Regions from separate parts of the Anser cygnoides genome. Here region 1 is linked to region 2. Evidence: chromatin contacts called from public Hi-C data. All regions are on one chromosome and are shown on one strand. The core of a region is the stretch at or near the end of the contact, and the rest is flanking DNA. Distances in the headings are between cores, read along the strand shown.

The links. A called contact is a pair of places that touch in the nucleus more often than the background predicts.
Region 1: a Hi-C map of granulosa cells shows a contact between it and region 2, with 2.5 times the contacts expected there. The contact joins the promoter of AMOT here to the promoter of ALG13 in region 2. A contact is called at or near these places in 3 of 7 Hi-C or Micro-C datasets (granulosa cells and liver).

The regions. Positions count from the first base shown.
Region 1 is chr13:4,319,865-4,323,757 of Taihu_goose_T2T_genome, forward strand. AMOT (angiomotin) reads right to left here and starts at 2,113. Exons shown (of 13, transcript XM_048070648.2): 1 at 1,912-2,113.
Region 2 is chr13:4,085,558-4,089,591 of Taihu_goose_T2T_genome, forward strand. ALG13 (ALG13 UDP-N-acetylglucosaminyltransferase subunit) reads left to right here and starts at 1,718. Exons shown (of 28, transcript XM_067005191.1): 1 at 1,718-1,882; 2 at 2,093-2,255; 3 at 2,494-2,632. The coding sequence starts at 1,802.

The DNA.
Region 1 (3,893 bases), core at 863-3,362, 230 kb after region 2:
GAGCCTGAACTCCCAGACATGAAAGTTCGCGTTGACTTTGATGAAGTTGGCGTGCAATGAGTTTTGTGGGTCAGAATTCTATTTAGGTCACATATGAACTTGACCCAGGACACAACCTTCTTTGTATCTTCTGGAATCCAGTTTGAGCAACAGTTCTAATTTGCAATAACTAGTTCTCTTCTGCTAAAAAACTGAACTAGTTCCGTGCCTACCTTTGCTCAGTTCCGACTGTAGGTTTTGATAACCCTCCAAACACCAGACCTTTATTCAAATGACCAGATAAGGGGCTTCTATAGGAGAACACTCTCAAGAATGCCTTTTGTCACAACCACCCTGGCCCTCTCCCTCTCTGGGGTCCTGCACAGGCACCTGGAAGTACCTGCTGCGGGGGCAGTGAGGTCAGGAGAGTGAGGAGTCACAGGTTAATGAGATACTGTTCTGATTAGGGAGGTTAGGTTACAAGGCCATGCCTTTGAAGGCTGGCTACTTCAGTGCAGCACTCTGGTTTATGACTGGGGATTTATTTTAATTAGATTATACTCTTAATTATTTATGACCTATATTATCTGTAGAAGCTGCTGAAAAGTTAAGAATATCGGCCTTAATGAGGATAATTGGAATAATTATATTCTTACTTCTTTTGTAAAGCACCTTGAGCCTTACTGATTAGAAGTGCTAGGACAGGATTAGCAGCTTAATGAAAAATTATTATTAAAAAGTGGAATAAAGATGAGGAGTGAATTAAAATGGAATTTGTTATTTTCTATCGCATTAGGGCTGAACTGAGGATCATTTATTAGAGGTGACACGCAGAAACTTTTAACCTGAATATCGAATGGGGATCTTCTTGATGCTTTGCACAATGGAGGATTCCAGGCAAGGAACCTGCACCCAAATATTGTGAAAAGTGAGAACAACCCCCCCAGGAGCCTGTTCCATGGAAATGCTGGGGCATCCTACCATATGCTGGTGGTTCAGTTGATTTGGGGCTATTTACAGCACCAAGCAAAAGCAGTGGATGTTTAAGGTCACCCACCAGGTTCCTGTGGGACTAAAGATTCAGCCTTCCAGCCCTTACCTTTATCAAAAAGATATCCTGGTATTGAGACAGATGGAACTGTGGTTCTGCCTCAACCATATGTTAAGTCTGATGGTGGATATTTATTTATAGACCTACCTGAATCAGTCTGCTAACAAAAGGCACAATCTTTGCACCTGAGGGCAGACTGTGAAGCGGCAGCAGGGACAGCTAAACCCAGACCCGAAGGGGCTAAGTGGGACCCCATTCTGTAAAGGGCAAGGACACAAAAGCAGAGCTTTTCAGCACTTGTGAGATTATCACCCACATGCTGACGCCTTCTCCTCTCAGAGATGGAAGCGGGAGGACTTGGAGTCACCTCCACTTGATTCGGGGTTTGGGCTGCTGCAGGTGCTGGGGGCGAGCAGGGTCGGGAGGCACCAGGCAGGCCAGGGACCCCTTCTGCAGGACTATGGGCAGCAGAACATCCCCTGGACTTGAAAATGGACCTGGGAAGGGTCAGGACAGCTCCACTCTCTCCTCTGCACGGACTCAGCCAGGTCCCCGCAACGGATACCCACAGCAAACCCTCGCAGCCCTCTCCCCTCCCACGAGAGGACTTTTCCCTCTCTGGGAGGGCAGCGGGGAGCCAGGGGGGCCAGCTGGGGTATGCGTACGAGGCCGGCGTTTCCCTCAGGCTGGGCGAGCGGTCGGGGGGCTCCAAGGAAAGGGCCGGGGCCGCGTCCCCCCACTCTCCGCTGCACCTGCCTCCGAGCCCGGCAGCCCGGCTGGCAGGGCCCTACCCGGGGCACCACGAAGCCGCCTTCCCCTCCCGGAGCCGGCCTCACAGCGGCGGCCAGAGCCTCCCCTTCTCCTCCCCTCCCGCTTCTTACCCGGCGGGCGCCTGCCCCGGCGGCCGCCCGTTCATCCATCGTGCCGCTGCCCCCGCCGAGGCGACAAAGCCGGCATGGCAACGAGAGGCGCCGCGGAGCTCGGGGAGGCGCCTTCGGTTATTAACTTTCACCAGGCGGCCCCGACTACGGCACCCGGCATCCTTCGTTGGGCCGGGCGCTGTGGAGACTGCCGGGAGGCGTAGTCCGCCCTCCTCTTCCTCCTCCTCACGGCCAGCTCCGCCTCGCCCGGCCGAGGGGAGGCGGCTAAGGGCGGGACGGAGCCGCCCTGTCAGGCTCTGTTGGGTCCCACCGCAGCTCCTCGCCAGCAGGCAACTGAGGGGTTAAAAGTGTTTAAGTCGTTTTCAGAAACACTCTCCAGGCTGTGAGATACGCAGCAGAGCCCGGTGTCCAAAAATAAAATAAAAAGACGGAGGTGGTTTTACCGCCGAGGGAGCGGGATGCGCCCCACGGGGTGGCTTGCCTCACAAAATGGCTGCTGCCCACCCGAGGACCCCTCTGTGGAAAGGCAGCGCTGGAGCGCAAAGTTTTGATGTTTCTGATGTACAAAGGTACATTTGCCACGCAGCTGGCCTCCTGGCTGGCCAGATCTGCAATTATTAAAGATATTTTGCCCTGCCTCTGGCACACCAGGGCTGATGGCTCTGCCTGTGGCCTTGAGTCACCAGTGCTACCTGTGACTGCAATTTTCAGTACTGAGTAACTTGAAAAACTGCCATCAATTACGCTTTTTACTATGCGGAAACACTTTCTCTACCTCGTGCCGTTTACAGTAGACTGTAATTTATACAGGGAGACACTCCTAAAAAAGCCCATATATTTCTGCCTAAGAGAAGCTTATTTTAATTTCCTGACTGCAAATTTAGTCTTTCGCATCAACATTTTTTTAATGATCTCAGCTATGAGGACCTAAGTTCTTCGTATTTTTCTTTCTTCATCTCACTTGGTTATCAGCCCATTGCTGAATGGGCTAAATCTGCTATCTGCACATTGCAAGCTTTCTGCAACTGCTTCATCTTTTAACCTCTCTTCCACATTTCTAACTAGCATCATTGCCCCCAAACCGCTCTCAACAAAAGGCGCCCAAAGGCAGAACTGTTGAAGATGTGTGTCTAGAATTATCTCCAAACATACACAAAAATAATCTAGAAAGAACAGTGTGCTCTAGATGCCTCAAAAAATTATCGCTTCAGTAGCGGTTACTAAAACAAAAACTTAATAGGTAAAGCTTAAATAACTGGAAATTGTCTATAATCAACTGCTGGTCATCAAGTATACAGCTCCTGCAGTCTACACTTCATCCCCTTCACTTTAAAACCCTTAAAACCAAGCATCTGTCAGGGTGAGCACACAGACCTGAAAGTTGTAATAGTTAAAATAAACACACAAAAACACCACCACCACCCCCAACGTTTTAAAGATGGAATAGCAAGCATCCAAAGTCAGGTGCAAAAATGTTTTTAAGTGCAGACATCTGTGTTCATGGAGCCTTGTGACTCCTTGCTATATTTGATTACACACAGCTTTGTTTTGTTGCTTGTGATGAAGGGGAGGGAGGGAAAAAAAAAGTGAGGTAGTGGCCACACACCGACCTTTCACTGTAAACACCAAGAAAGGAACTATGGAGGGAAAGTCTTGTTTTTGCTCCATGGGAATCCAGCAACACGGGTGTAAGAGTGACACTAAAATGGGCTGTGCTGTTATGAGGCCTTGTTTGCCAGAGCCAGACAAGAATGGTCTGTTATAAAACATGGTGGAATGTTTGTTTTTGTAGTACTGGATTTCCAAAATCCATAGTCTTTTTGTGGCCGACAAGCTCACTCTTTTCTTTGCCTCGTTACTGCAGCTGTCGGAGGTCTGCACCCCTGCCTGGAAAACATGAGTAACAGCTAGAAAGCAATCCTAGCAAAAATCTGCATCATTCATGCGTAATCAGACAATGCTTGGGAGAGTTACAAAGGAAG
Region 2 (4,034 bases), core at 468-2,967:
CATTAATATAATCACCTTCACAGGATTCTTTAGAGGAGATAAATTGCTAAACACTGCCTTGCAGGTGGATAAACAGAAAAGATCACCTCCCAAAGGTGTTACTATTGGTAAGTGGCAAAGTGAGAAAAAGAAACCAGGAGTATACAGCTCCTAGCCCTGATTTCAATCTTGCTTCTATTTTTTTCCCTGAGTTGCAATCAGGACATAATATACATTTTCAGCTCCCCTGACAGATTTGTCTGTGATTTTTGGGGGGCAGTGCACATAGCCAAAATTATTAAAGGTCTGCTCTATTAAAGCAGAACATAAATTGCAGCATTCAAACCACATGTGCTTCTTTTTCCTTGTTTCCCATCTTGCCCAGTCACTGTGGTATCAGTGGAAGGGTCTCCACATGGCAAAAATTACCCAAGCTCACTCACTGAGATGTGTGCAATTTGTTCCTGCCTTCAGTCATTTGAAGGTAGGCTTGCATGCCATGCATTTGATCTGTGATATGACTATATGATATGACCCTGCTTAACAGGCTGAGGTGACCAGTTCAGCAAAAACCTACTGAACTGCTCACCTCAGACAGGTAAAATGTCAGTGAAAACTAGTGATAGAAACTTTGTTGTTTTTGTTTGTTTGCTTCTGAGTCTGTAGTTTCCTGTTTTCCTTGTGTCTGTTCGTCTGTCTGTCCTAAATACCTCATGTTTTCTTCATTAATAGCAAGCTCAGAAATGGTTCCCCTGAGAGCATTTTGTTGTGTTTTCTTTCCTGGGACTTCACGCTGTTTTTTTCACCAGTGTCTGACACCCAGGACTCCCCATGGTGCCTCAGCTCTCCAGCTGGGAAGGCAGCCTGTCACTGCAGTGTGTGCTGTCAGGTTCCAGACCTCACTTACACCAGCCACTGTGCAGCAATATTTGCGTTAGTGTGGTTGTTCTAGAAATGCTTTCTTAGCAGGCAACTTTGAGAATCAAACTATCAAACTTCTTTTCTTCCAAAGCAGTAGCAAACTTACTAAGGGAGCTAAGAAAGCACAAACCGTCAATAGCAGGTACAGTTCAAATTCCAGAAGCTGTACAGCTGCATTAACCAAGCTTCCTGGGTTAATTAGTTTTTGTGAGGAAAAGCCATTTAAGAAAAGGCCATTTTGGTATTTTCTCAAATACATATATGTATGTGTGTGTGTATAATCACACCTTTTTATGAACTAAATGGCTCTTTAAATCTAGCTCCTTCTGGTGATTTGTTTTCCATTGTAAGAGACACTTTCCTTCTTACCACAGAGGGAAATCTGGGAAGGAAACTGACTGAAACAGTAGCAAGAGAAAAGGGACAGTAGCAAAGTACAAAGGCAGCTGTCCTTGAAACAAGGCAGTGTTGTGGGAAAGCTGGATAAACCTCGGTAATCCTAGTTCACATCAGTTACAGCCTTTAAAGAAAAGGTAGCTGTGGTTGTGGCACGGGAACGGCAGCTTGTGAGCACACCCAACACCAGTCAGGATGTGACAGTGAATGAACCAGTCAGTTACAGTGTCTCGGCCCCGCTATCGCTAAAACAACACATGGAGGGAAAAAAAACTTACAGAACTGAATCCTTTTTAAAAACTTAGATTTTTTTTCTCCTTTGTAAGTCGCACCTACCCGTGCCCTTCACTCCTCTGGAAGCGAATGGGGCGCGGGCGGGCCGAGCGGCGCGGAGCCGCCCCTCAGGCCGGCGGCCATTTTAGGAGCGCCGCGGCAGGCTCTGCAGCGCTCTCTGGCGGCCTCCTGCCCGCCGCTAAGGTCCCGCTGAGGTCCCCCGCGGGTGGCCATGAAGTCCGTCTTCGTCACCGTGGGCACCACCAGCTTCGACGAGCTGATCGCAGCCGTCTCCTCCCCGCCGGCCGTGCGGGTGAGGCGGGGGAAAGCCCGGGTGGGCGGCAAGGGCCTGTCCCCTCACGGCCGGCCTGCAGCGCCTCAGCGCGGCGCGCGCACTGCGGGCCCGCCCGCCAGTACTGACTGGGTGGGGAGGGGGCGGCATCCCCGTGCCCGACTGGGAGCAACTGGGAGCCACTGGGGGCCCTGGTGTGCGACCTGAGGCCTCCCGGCCGTCCCCCTGCAGGCGCTGCGGAGCCGCGGCTGCGAGCAGCTGGTGCTGCAGATCGGGCGGGGAGCGCTGGAGCCGGCCCCGCGGCGCGCCCCGGCCTTCGCGCTGGACGTGTTCCGCTTCAAGGAGTCGCTGGCCGAGGACCTGCGGAGGGCCGACCTGGTCATAAGCCACGCAGGTAGACCTGCAAGCCCTCGGTCTGCCGGGCTTGTTCTCTCGGGGGAGGAAGGCGGTGTGTGAGTGATGTGTGCCTGTCTCCCTGAGGTGCTGGTCTGAGCTGGTGTGGGATGTTAAGGTCCCCAGCTAGAGCTGTGCGGGTAAAACGTTCACGTTCAGGAGTGTCTTGTGTTTTAGGAGCGGGTAGGATAATATTTCATCGGTGAGAATGCTCGTAGTGTTTTCTGCTTCTCCTGTAGGTGCAGGTAGCTGTTTGGAGACTCTAGAAGAAGGAAAACCACTCCTGGTGGTAATAAATGAAAAGCTGATGGACAACCATCAGCTTGAGCTGGCAAAGCAGCTTCACAGAGATGGACACGTCCTCTACTGTAACTGCAGGTATGGAGCCATTGCAGCTGTCCAGACTGAACAAGCAGTGCTCAACACCATAACACTGTTATTACAGTATTGAGACTGTAACATGAAAACTTGCATCCTTTTCTGTAACAAAATCACATACACTAAGTACCACGCTAAGTTTCTTCACTGGGCAATGAGGACTGGGCAGAGATCTTGGAGAGCTGCTCTTCCATTTATCTTCAGGGTAGATTTTCCATAGTGGACAGGTTAATGTTTGGTGGCTTATCTACCAAACTTCTCAAATTTTTTGAGAATTTTGTTGAGTCTTTTTAATTTGTTTTGAGAGCACATGTTTTCAGATTGGACAAAGAGCAGTTTAAACCAAATAGAAGTGGTTGAATTTGGAAGTGTCAGGTCCACCCTAGAAGAACTTAATAACTTGTTTTCTCTGCCTTTTCTTATCTGTTGTTTAATTACTTTTAAAAGTTTAGAAATACTACAAACTAGGCCATCAGTTCAAAACCATAAGCCATATGAAGTAACTTGCTCCCTACGGACTTAGTGCTCCATTTCATTGTTCACCATGTAGACTTTCCTTGTCTGAAAGCTGACTGCATAGATGCACTGACATAAGAAAAATGTAAATATCTGGGGTCTTTAGGGGGGAAAACAAAAACATAAGTGTCATTGCTGATAAGGATGAGGAGACCATGTAGTTTTAATATCCTGTCTGCATTAATCACATGCAGGTCAAGAACGTGGTACTTCCTTATATTACATTCCCTCTAACACTGTTAAGTACTTTGATTTGGGGAGGACCTGAATCATAAAATCATTCAGGTTGGAAAAGTCCTCTAAGCTCATCAAGTCCAACATTAACATAGAACTGTAAAGCCTACCACTAAACTATATCCCTAAAATGCTGTAGATGCTAAGATGCTGTATGGTTAGTAACTCTAAATGCATCTGTATTCCAAGTACTTACTTGGGTTATCCTTTTAACCCAACTTTCTGAATCCATTACATCCTTTGACATGGAGTTTCACAGACCTACTGTCTGTCACTTCAGGAAAAAAAAATACAGCTCCTTTTGTTTTTATTTATCCTGGCTCCTATTAGTTTCATTTGCTATCCTTGTTTTGACTATATCTTGCTGTTTTCTCTTTTTTTATGGTTACTTATGATTCATTGTGCTCTCTAAATAACAGATGACCTGAAGATTAACTGAAGGCAGAGGAAATGCAACTCACACTATTTAGCCTGTATGTTGTTCCTTTGCCATGCAAATAGGATTTTGCATGTTTCAGGAGAGCCTTCTGAAAAGAATAGGCCTGACATACATTTATATTGGGCAAGTTTCTTAAACTTATCTTAGTGCTTTTGACAACTTCAGCAACAGTAAGGGATTTTATTTTTTGTTGAACAGTACCTGGCATTTGAG